Linked DNA regions of Gossypium hirsutum: all the other regions are linked to region 1. Evidence: chromatin contacts called from public Hi-C data. All regions are on one chromosome and are shown on one strand. Each heading gives the region's core, a stretch centred on a gene start, on an enhancer-like site or on the middle of the called end of the contact. The rest is flanking DNA. Distances are from core to core; before and after follow the strand shown.

Region 1 (2,700 bases), core at 166-2,665:
CGTCCGAGTCGGAACGGGTGGTAAATCTGGGGAACGCGAACGAGTAGTAGAGTTGATCTGATTGGATCCAACGCTCGTGTTCTTCCCGCTAATTATCTCCATCCTTCGATCCGCCCCGTACGGCCTTTGACCCGATCCGTAACTCTCCATCGCGATCGCAACACAAAAGGAAACCAAAAAGAAAGAATGGTGTTAGGGTTTGGGGAGCTGGTGCTTCTTTGGGTGAAACGAAAATGAAGAAGAGAAACAGTTTTTTAAGAACAAATTTGAAATTTTCTTCTTTGTTGTATTATGACGTGGGATTTTGTACCGGATGATTCCTTCCTTTTTGTTTCAGAGATTTATTCCAAAAGAAAGGAAAAAAACAAATTATGAGGTTAATCAGAAAAATTAAAAGAAATGTGTGAAGTTGCGATGCAACCTCGATTTTGGCGCTTCAAAACCTTGGGACTGGCTTCCTTTTTGCTCTGATTATTGGAAAATGTTTCAGTACTGCAACTTTCTGTCATAATTAATAAACAATTACGGAAGTTTAGGCCCAAAAGCGTGATGATCATTGATCAGAATCAGATTAGATAGATGCCTTGCTTCATAATTGGTGCTTTTTTTTTCTTTTTTCTTTTTTCTTTTTTTTTTGTATTTTCCAAGTTTGCCCTAATGCTAAGGCAATCTTTTCAACTTTCATATGGGAGACACGAGATACGAGCCACCATATTTATATATTTCTGTTGTTTATGCTTTATGTACACCATCTTTTTTTCCAAGTACCAGATACCAAGCTTTCATGAATCATAACAAACCATGTAATGATAAAACAAAAAACAAAAAAAAGTCCTTAATTAACATCAATCAAACATGGTAGGCTACTTCTCAGAATCATCATCAGCCAATGAAACCTTGCTCAGCCTGCTTGGTAATGTTCTAGGGTCGGCATTGGTTTGGACCCTTCTGTTTCCGGAGCCGCGGCGGCTGCTTGGACCATAAACTGCCCTACGTGCAAGTGCTTTACTGAGTTGAAACTTAGTTGATTCCTGGCTAGCTGTTGATCGATCTCCGAAATTATCTTCGGTATCGTAACTCTGGGTCTCATCAGCATTGGCTTTCTCAGTAGCCATTTTTAGAGATAGGCTATAACAGTTGGAAGATGCAAGTGCAATAAGGCAAGTACCTAATTTTTATAGAGTACAGTAAAGAGAAAAGAGTGCATAATGTGTCTTTATAGCCGAAAGTGAACTAAAAATTGTTGTCTTTGATTTGAGAGGAAGAAACTAAATATACCAAAGTAGAAATGATCTTGAATCTTCTACAAGTGGCTGTACACAGCAGCACCCCCACAAGTTTTTGGTGATTGCTTTGCTTTGCTCTTTAATTTCACTAATACTAGAAATGGAATGAAAAACAGTTTTCATCAATCAGGCAATCACCAAAAGAGGGTATAGTATGTTATTTTCCAACATGAAACATTTGATGCCACATCTTTAAGAGGGAAATGCCATGTGAGGGTGTTGACAATTTAGGTGACAATTCATGTTTTCAGAGTACCACTTCTAGTTAATTTTCTCTCTTTTTCTTTCTATATTTAACTAACACCTGATATTCTAATGTTTTTGTTCTATTTTTGCTTCTACAGTTTTATATATATGCCTTTCATGTGAAGAAAACCGCCAACTAGGCACCAAAACAAGATCTCGAGCAATACAAATACCAGGGTACCCCACTTGCTTGAATGAAGTACGGACTGTAACAATGATTCCAAGCCATCAACCTGCATTTTATAATTTTAATTGTTAGCATAACTAGTTCTATCAAACATGTTGATAAAGCAATGCATTGCACTGAAAATATTTTTGTACTTAAAACATCAACTCTAGAAAGTGCATGTAACTTGCAAGTAGTGTTCTCATACAGTTACTTTGACATGAAAGAAATAAAGTATATCAGAATAAAATATCATCCACCGTTGCTATTGCAACAACAAGGAAGATGTGGGTTCAAGCGCACTTAAGCGTATTTTTCCTTTGATTTAAGGGTTTGGGTGTATGGGTAGAAGTAGGTATTGTATAAAAAAGAACATACAAATTACAGCATTACTTGACAATGATAAAGCTGTTCAGAAATGCCTTAATAGGGCAATCAAGCTTGCAGTTTTTCACCTATTCTCAAGTAAATTACCTTCATGAAGGCAAGGATAAGAAACATAGAAAAGTACAAACCCAGAAAAGAAGAGAGAAAGATACCAAGTTATTTTCTGGTGAGCGCCAATAAAAGCCTTGCACGGCAGCTGGGAAAATGTCACAAGCAGCCAGAGCATATATTATAAGAGCATTCATTCCCATCCAATGAAGTAACACCACCGGCTTCCTAAAATGTTTGACGTCAACCTGCATCAAATACAACTGTGCTTAGTTGTATTCCTCATTACTTAGGAAATATAGTTTTTGTATAGCATTCAAAATCCTAAAAAATAAAATTATAAAAAAGGGACTAGAATTACTTTTGGCCATGTACATACATGCAGGAACTTCCAACAGGAATGCGAAAGGGGATCCAAGAAGAACAATCTCTAGGTCCCGTTATTAGGTTTTGAGCAGGAAAACCTTTAGCAAGTTCCATACATATACAATGGTTTCAAGTAGCAAAGCTAAAAAATTGCAACACCTAAGCCAAAGATTTACAGGGTTCAAAGCTATGCAACGGCTA
Region 2 (3,026 bases), core at 71-2,570, 150 kb before region 1:
GAAAATTGAGCACCCATCAAGCCAACCATCGTCTGCAAACACATAGGTAAAACAACATAACATTTTTATTTGCTTTACAAACAATAGAAGTAGTCAACAATAGTGAAGGATAGACCAATACCATAATGTCATCTCGATCTTGCCTTTGATATCCAGTCAAGCATATAATTAAACTTTTAGCACCAGGAATTCCATTTAAATCCCTAAGAGGTCTGTACATAATCTGTCAGAAAACAATGGCAGATTCACAAGTTTAAACAGATGAAAAGAATTAAGTCCGACTTTATTAAAGAAATGATACAGATCATGACAACTATTCTGACCCCAAAACAATGACACATCTCTATGTCGTAGAAGTTGAATGCATGAGAAATTATCAATAAACTGATCAACTATCGGCTCTAATTTCATCATTTTAGTGCAAATGTGCTACACCAATTGAATTCATGAATCGAAAATTCCACATAGTAGACATTGTATAAAATTCAAAGATATCTTAAACAATTATCAGACAGTTAGCTTTAAAAAGTACTGCAACAAAACAAACTAACCGAAGTAGCATCAACAGGCATTCCAATATCAAAACTATGATCAACCCATAACCCAGTGACAACTGTTTTGCCATCGTTTCGAGCAGCAACACATACAGGATCATCCTACAAGCATGTAAAAGCAGGATTTTCAGCATCTTTTTTTAATAAAAGAAATTATATATATAAATAAAGCAAGCACCATTGCTTTAAAAGACTTACGTAGACAATCTTATTAACAATCACATGAGTGCAATTCTGACTATACTGACCGACACCTACGCCGCCACCGTTGATTAGCTTTACTCGAACCTTCAAAAAAAAAAAGCTTTTATTATTTTTTGCTCAAATAAGTACTTCAATGAAACAAAGATTAAGAAGCAGAGAGCTTTGAAGACACCCAAAAAACAACACTAATAGAAGATAACGCGGGATGTTACGGAAGTACATTATGCTCGTTAACGGGATCGAAGCCGTAAAGACAAAAACGAACGCCGAGAAACGTTTTCGAGGGAGTATCGGATTCCAGCATTGGATCGGAAACTAGCGTTTTAAAACAGAATTACCAAATTAGGGTAATTTGAACAAGAGGGAGATTTTGAACCTATGGGGGAAATAACACTAAAAAGGAGACAAATCGACGTAAATAAAATCCTAGAAAACAGGAATTTAATCAAATGAATTTAGAAATGATATGAAAGCGAGGATTAAAAAAGAGGCTTTGGGGGGTTTTACAAAACTTGTCGAGGAAGAGAGTGGGAAAATAGTGACTATTATATTCGGGGGTCCGATGCGAGGGAAAATTTTCTTTTCATTTTGATTTTTTTTATTTTTTTGTTCTTGTGGCGGGAGATGGAAAATTCTTGATTGAATATGCTGTCTCCACGTGGTATAATGACGGAACGATATTTTGACACGTGTAGTTCTTGGGCTTTTTGTAGTGGACAAATATCACCGATTTTAAGGGCATCTGACTACCGTCTAAAAGCCCAATCAGAAGTAAACGACTAGGCTGAAACTTGGTTTCTTTTTGAATGGTTAAATTCTGCTATCAGCCCTTGTGCTTTTCGGGTTTAATCTTTTTACTTTAATTTTGTTTTTCTTAGTTTATGTAGTTTTTAATTATTAATTTTTCAATCCTTATTAAAAAGATAAGTATTAAATTCATTAAGTTATGACATTTTCAAAATCTGATGAGCCAGGGGCGAAGTTAGGAAAAATTTTAAGGGGCCGAAATTAAATTGTCTATATCTTTATAATTTTAAAGGATTAAATCAAATTTTTATCATTTTTAGGGGGAAAAGAACAATTTTACCTTTACTAAATTAAAATTTTTAAAATTTTAAAGGGCCAAAATAGAAAATTTTCCATTTTAGGGGGTCGAGGCCCCTGCCAACCCCCCTAAATCCGCCTCTTGCACCAAACATATTATTATATATTTAATACCATATCAACTTGTTGTTTCCATATATTACTCATTACAAATCTAGTTAGGATTGATTTGGATGGGCAGTACGTTTACCTGCGGTTAGGATAAAAACAGTGATTGCGATGAGATTAGATATTGTAGCAATACTGTAATGTGAGACAAAAAGTAAGTTAAACCCACCACACCGTACCCCACCATCCATCCAAACCCACCCTTAATAAATTAACTATTATCATTTGCGTTAAGGTTGAAATTTTAAATTTTAAAAAGTATAAGAGCTTGGAAGGATCCAATTAGAGATTGGATAATATGGACCAAATCTACAACTTTACGAATAGTATAGGGACAAAATTTGATCAAATGAAAGTATAAAGACTAAACCATAAATTTATTAAAGTATGGTGACTACTAGCATAATTTAACATTTATTTATTTTCTTTTCAATTATTATCCATTTGGCAAAATACTCGTTTTAAAGTTAGTTTATCATTAAGGTTATGATTGAGGGTGAAAAGTGTTGTTAAAAATCTTCTTAAAAAAATATTTTTGAATTTTTTGATAATACTTACAATTAATATCTATAAGTGCTTTTAAAAAGATAAAATGTTTATTTTAGACATAATATTGTATAAAGTAAATAATTTAATGAATAGAAAAAAATGTAATTTTATTGAAAAGCATGTTTTTCAAAAGTTAAAACCTAAAAATTTTAGCTTTTTAACTTAATTTAAAATATTAATTCAAAAAATTTTTGATTTAAAATCTCAATTTAAAATTAATATTTGATTTGAAAAGCTAATTGTTTATATATATTAATTTGAAATCATGATTTGGGTTGAAAAATGCTTTTTTAACTTCAATTAGTGTCTATGATTTCGGAAAAAAATTTAAGTTAATTTAAGGTCAAACTTGGGCTTCAATATCTGAGGCTCAAGCTTGCCCCAATACAACTAGACCTAATCATGAGTTAGACTACCTGCCTAGACCCAGAGGCCCATTCAAAAAGTAGGAAGGTTTGAGCAAAAATAAGCTTGGACAAAAAAAATAATGCTCGTTTTCTAAACAAT
Region 3 (2,846 bases), core at 106-2,605, 200 kb before region 1:
ATATACATATTGGCGACGTTAAGCATTCGGTATCCCTTGAGGCTGCAACTTTAGGGGTGATCAAATCATAGGCAAAATGAGTATGACATTGCTAAACAATAGCAAAATTCATTTCCTTATGTCACCATTATATTGTGGAGCATTAATTAGTCCATAGTAAGTAAGAAGAAAATGGAGAAGGGGAAAGGAACAGAATTGTTTCTTAGAAAGGAAGCTTTGTATTCTTGTGATTGGAGAGAACTTAATTGTATGTGGAAGAAGCATAAAACCGAAAGTGGTTGTCTCTACCAATTACATTTAATTGAATCAAATTTAAAAGTAATTTGTTATTGATTTTAGTAATTTCGGGTTTAGATTATTTTTGTTGTTTAAGTTCTGTTGCATGTTCGAGTGTGTTGGGGTTTGGATAATTTTGGATTTGAAGTATTTCGAGTTAAATAAATTAACTTTGAATTATTTTGGATTTAAGCGAGTTTGGGTTTTGATTAATTTAGATTTGAGTTGAACAAATTAATCCAGCTTTCGATGAATTATATCAATTTGGGTTTCGATTAATTCGAATTTTGACTAATTTAAGGTTAAATCAATGATCAAAATGAATTGATCTATTATGTTTTTCTAAAAGGGATAAATATCAAAATTATATAGGAAATTTAGTTCAAAATGTAATTTAAGACATGAACATTGATTTTGTGCTATACATTTAATATATATATCAATTTATTTTTATAATTAGATAAGTGATATTATTTGTATATAAAATATGCAAACATACATAATCTTATATCAATAATGATGAAAATAAACTGTGAAAATCAAATCAAAATATCACGTATAAAAATTGTAAAAAATCAACAAAATTTTGATAAATTTACTATGGAAGATATTGTACTAGGATTTAAATTGTATTTTGTCACCATTACTTATAAAATGAACAAATTAGTCTCTATACATTAGATCAAAAAGCATACTGCTCCTTTTAATTAAAAATTTAATTAAAAATAAGTGTGACTGACAGAATAATTAGACTGTTACACATAGCATGTCACGTGTACCTTATTTTAACATACAACGACTAATTTTTAATAGTAGAAATGGATGACATTTTTAACAGAATGATCAGTTTACTCTTTAATTTACTAATTTACTTATTAAGTTGTAAAAGCAAAATGCAACATGACTTCGTATTCAGATATCTAGGTTTCCATATAAAGAAGCAAGCCCATTAATGTAGTCAACAAAGAGCCCAGTTAGCGTTTGTCCTAATAATTTATTATCAATGGGTCCATTTTACTCAGCCCCAACCCACAATGTTCAAACTTCAAGAGCCTCAAAATGTGGGTTTCATGATCTTGCCTATGGACTCCATAGCAACCCAATAATGCACAAAGAAAAATGGTGACACTGCCCTAGCACGCTAACTTGGATACCCATCAAATAGAAAGAAAAATCTTCCATGCTATTTTCGGCTTCATGCCAATACTTTGCGGACCATCTCATTTGAATTTCAATTCAACGCCACTTTCATTGATTTACAGTGTAGTGGACATTATTGAGCTTCATGTCATTTCACATTAGCTGGTTTCTTTCATCAATGATTTCAGTGAATGTTGTTTTGGATGGGCATAGGTCAGCAATTCTAAAAGTCTTAACAATTTTAAATGATATTGTACTACTTGTATTGCTGTAATAACAAAAAGTCTGACCCTAAATAAATTTTTTTTAAATGTCATGTTTCCATGTGCATCGTGTTCACAATGACTGGTTTTCTGCCACATTTACATTGTGTGACTGATTTTTCGACATGTGCCAAGTGCCTTGGACATAAAAGACACGGAAGAGCAGCTAGTATTGGTCTGGTTTTTTGACATTTTTGAAACAATTTTTGGGTTTTAGTGGTCGATGATTCAAACCCTTAAAACCCATTTCTTTTTCTACATCATCACCCCTTTGGCATGATTAGGGATGACAACGGGGTGATTTGGGTCGGACTTTTTACTGTCACAATCCTAATTCAATGTACTACTCATATGTTTCGAACCCGCCTTGGAAAATGAAGTAAGTACTCAACCCTGACCCACCCCAAAAGGCAAAACTTTCACATTTTGGACACAATTTTTTGATAATTTTTAATTTTTTTTCTTATCTAATATAGTGTTGTGCATGTGAACTATAATTTTTATTTTTTTCTCATCAAATTTTGTCTTTATATTTGATTTAGGTAACACTTCCAAACAGAGAGTAAATTGTGAAAATAAAAGAAAATAAGTAAAAAGTCTTGCACAGGAGAAGAATATACAAAGGGAGAGGCACAAATAATAGAGATTAGGTTCTAATATTGGGTTTTCTGTAAATCCAACCCTACCAACCTAATTACTAAAAAAACTATTTATTTGATTCACCTCGAACCCGATTTTAAAATCTGAAAAAAAAATTCGATCCCGTCCACTTGGATCGAATTGGAAAACGTCGGGGACGAATTTTTTTTTTGTCATCCCTCTGCCAGACATAAAATGAAACCATGTTATTATGTTGATGGTGGATTTCAGGGGTGGAGACCCCCTTGCATTGAAAAATATAACACATGATAATTCAATGGCACTCGTTACGAACCATAGAGAATAATTCAAATAATTTCATCTCGTGTTTATTATAAAACTTTGGGTAAATTGTACAATTAGTCATTTAATTATTAATGTATTTTTGTTTTTAGTCACTCTTTATTAAATTATTAACAAATATTATGATGTGACCTTTTTTATTAATATAATAATACATGTAATCCTCAACATTTGTACATTCTATGCCCTTGGTCTTAATTATAAATAATTTAATAAATTTAACCC

What was found. Hi-C and Micro-C count contacts between places; a contact is called where the count stands out from the background.
Region 2: a Hi-C map of leaf shows a contact between it and region 1, with 2.3 times the contacts expected there. The contact joins the promoter of LOC107925697 here to the promoter of LOC107925607 in region 1. A contact is called at or near these places in 11 of 34 Hi-C or Micro-C datasets (anther, hypocotyl, leaf and 1 more).
Region 3: a Hi-C map of leaf shows a contact between it and region 1, with 2.4 times the contacts expected there. The contact joins the enhancer-like site here to the promoter of LOC107925607 in region 1. A contact is called at or near these places in 3 of 34 Hi-C or Micro-C datasets (all in leaf).

What each region holds. Positions count from the first base shown.
Region 1 is chrA12:85,198,782-85,201,481 of Gossypium_hirsutum_v2.1, forward strand. LOC107925607 reads right to left here and starts at 1,416. Exons shown (of 2, transcript XM_041082933.1): 1 at 1,279-1,416; 2 at 1-1,168. The coding sequence starts at 150. It also overlaps the pseudogene LOC107925696.
Region 2 is chrA12:85,052,545-85,055,570 of Gossypium_hirsutum_v2.1, forward strand. It overlaps LOC107925697 (BRCT domain-containing protein At4g02110), which reads right to left and starts at 1,321. Exons shown (of 10, transcript XM_016856413.2): 1 at 979-1,321; 2 at 753-842; 3 at 552-656; 4 at 122-223; 5 at 1-32. The coding sequence starts at 1,062.
Region 3 is chrA12:84,995,121-84,997,966 of Gossypium_hirsutum_v2.1, forward strand. It overlaps the pseudogene LOC107925522. Among protein-coding and RNA genes, the nearest start is that of LOC107925622, 17 kb to the left of the region's middle. Within about 2 kb of position 1,356, at least 4 of the 9 cell types and tissues checked have an H3K27ac peak or open chromatin away from gene starts, as enhancers often do. A contact at or near this core is called in leaf, where this site is marked.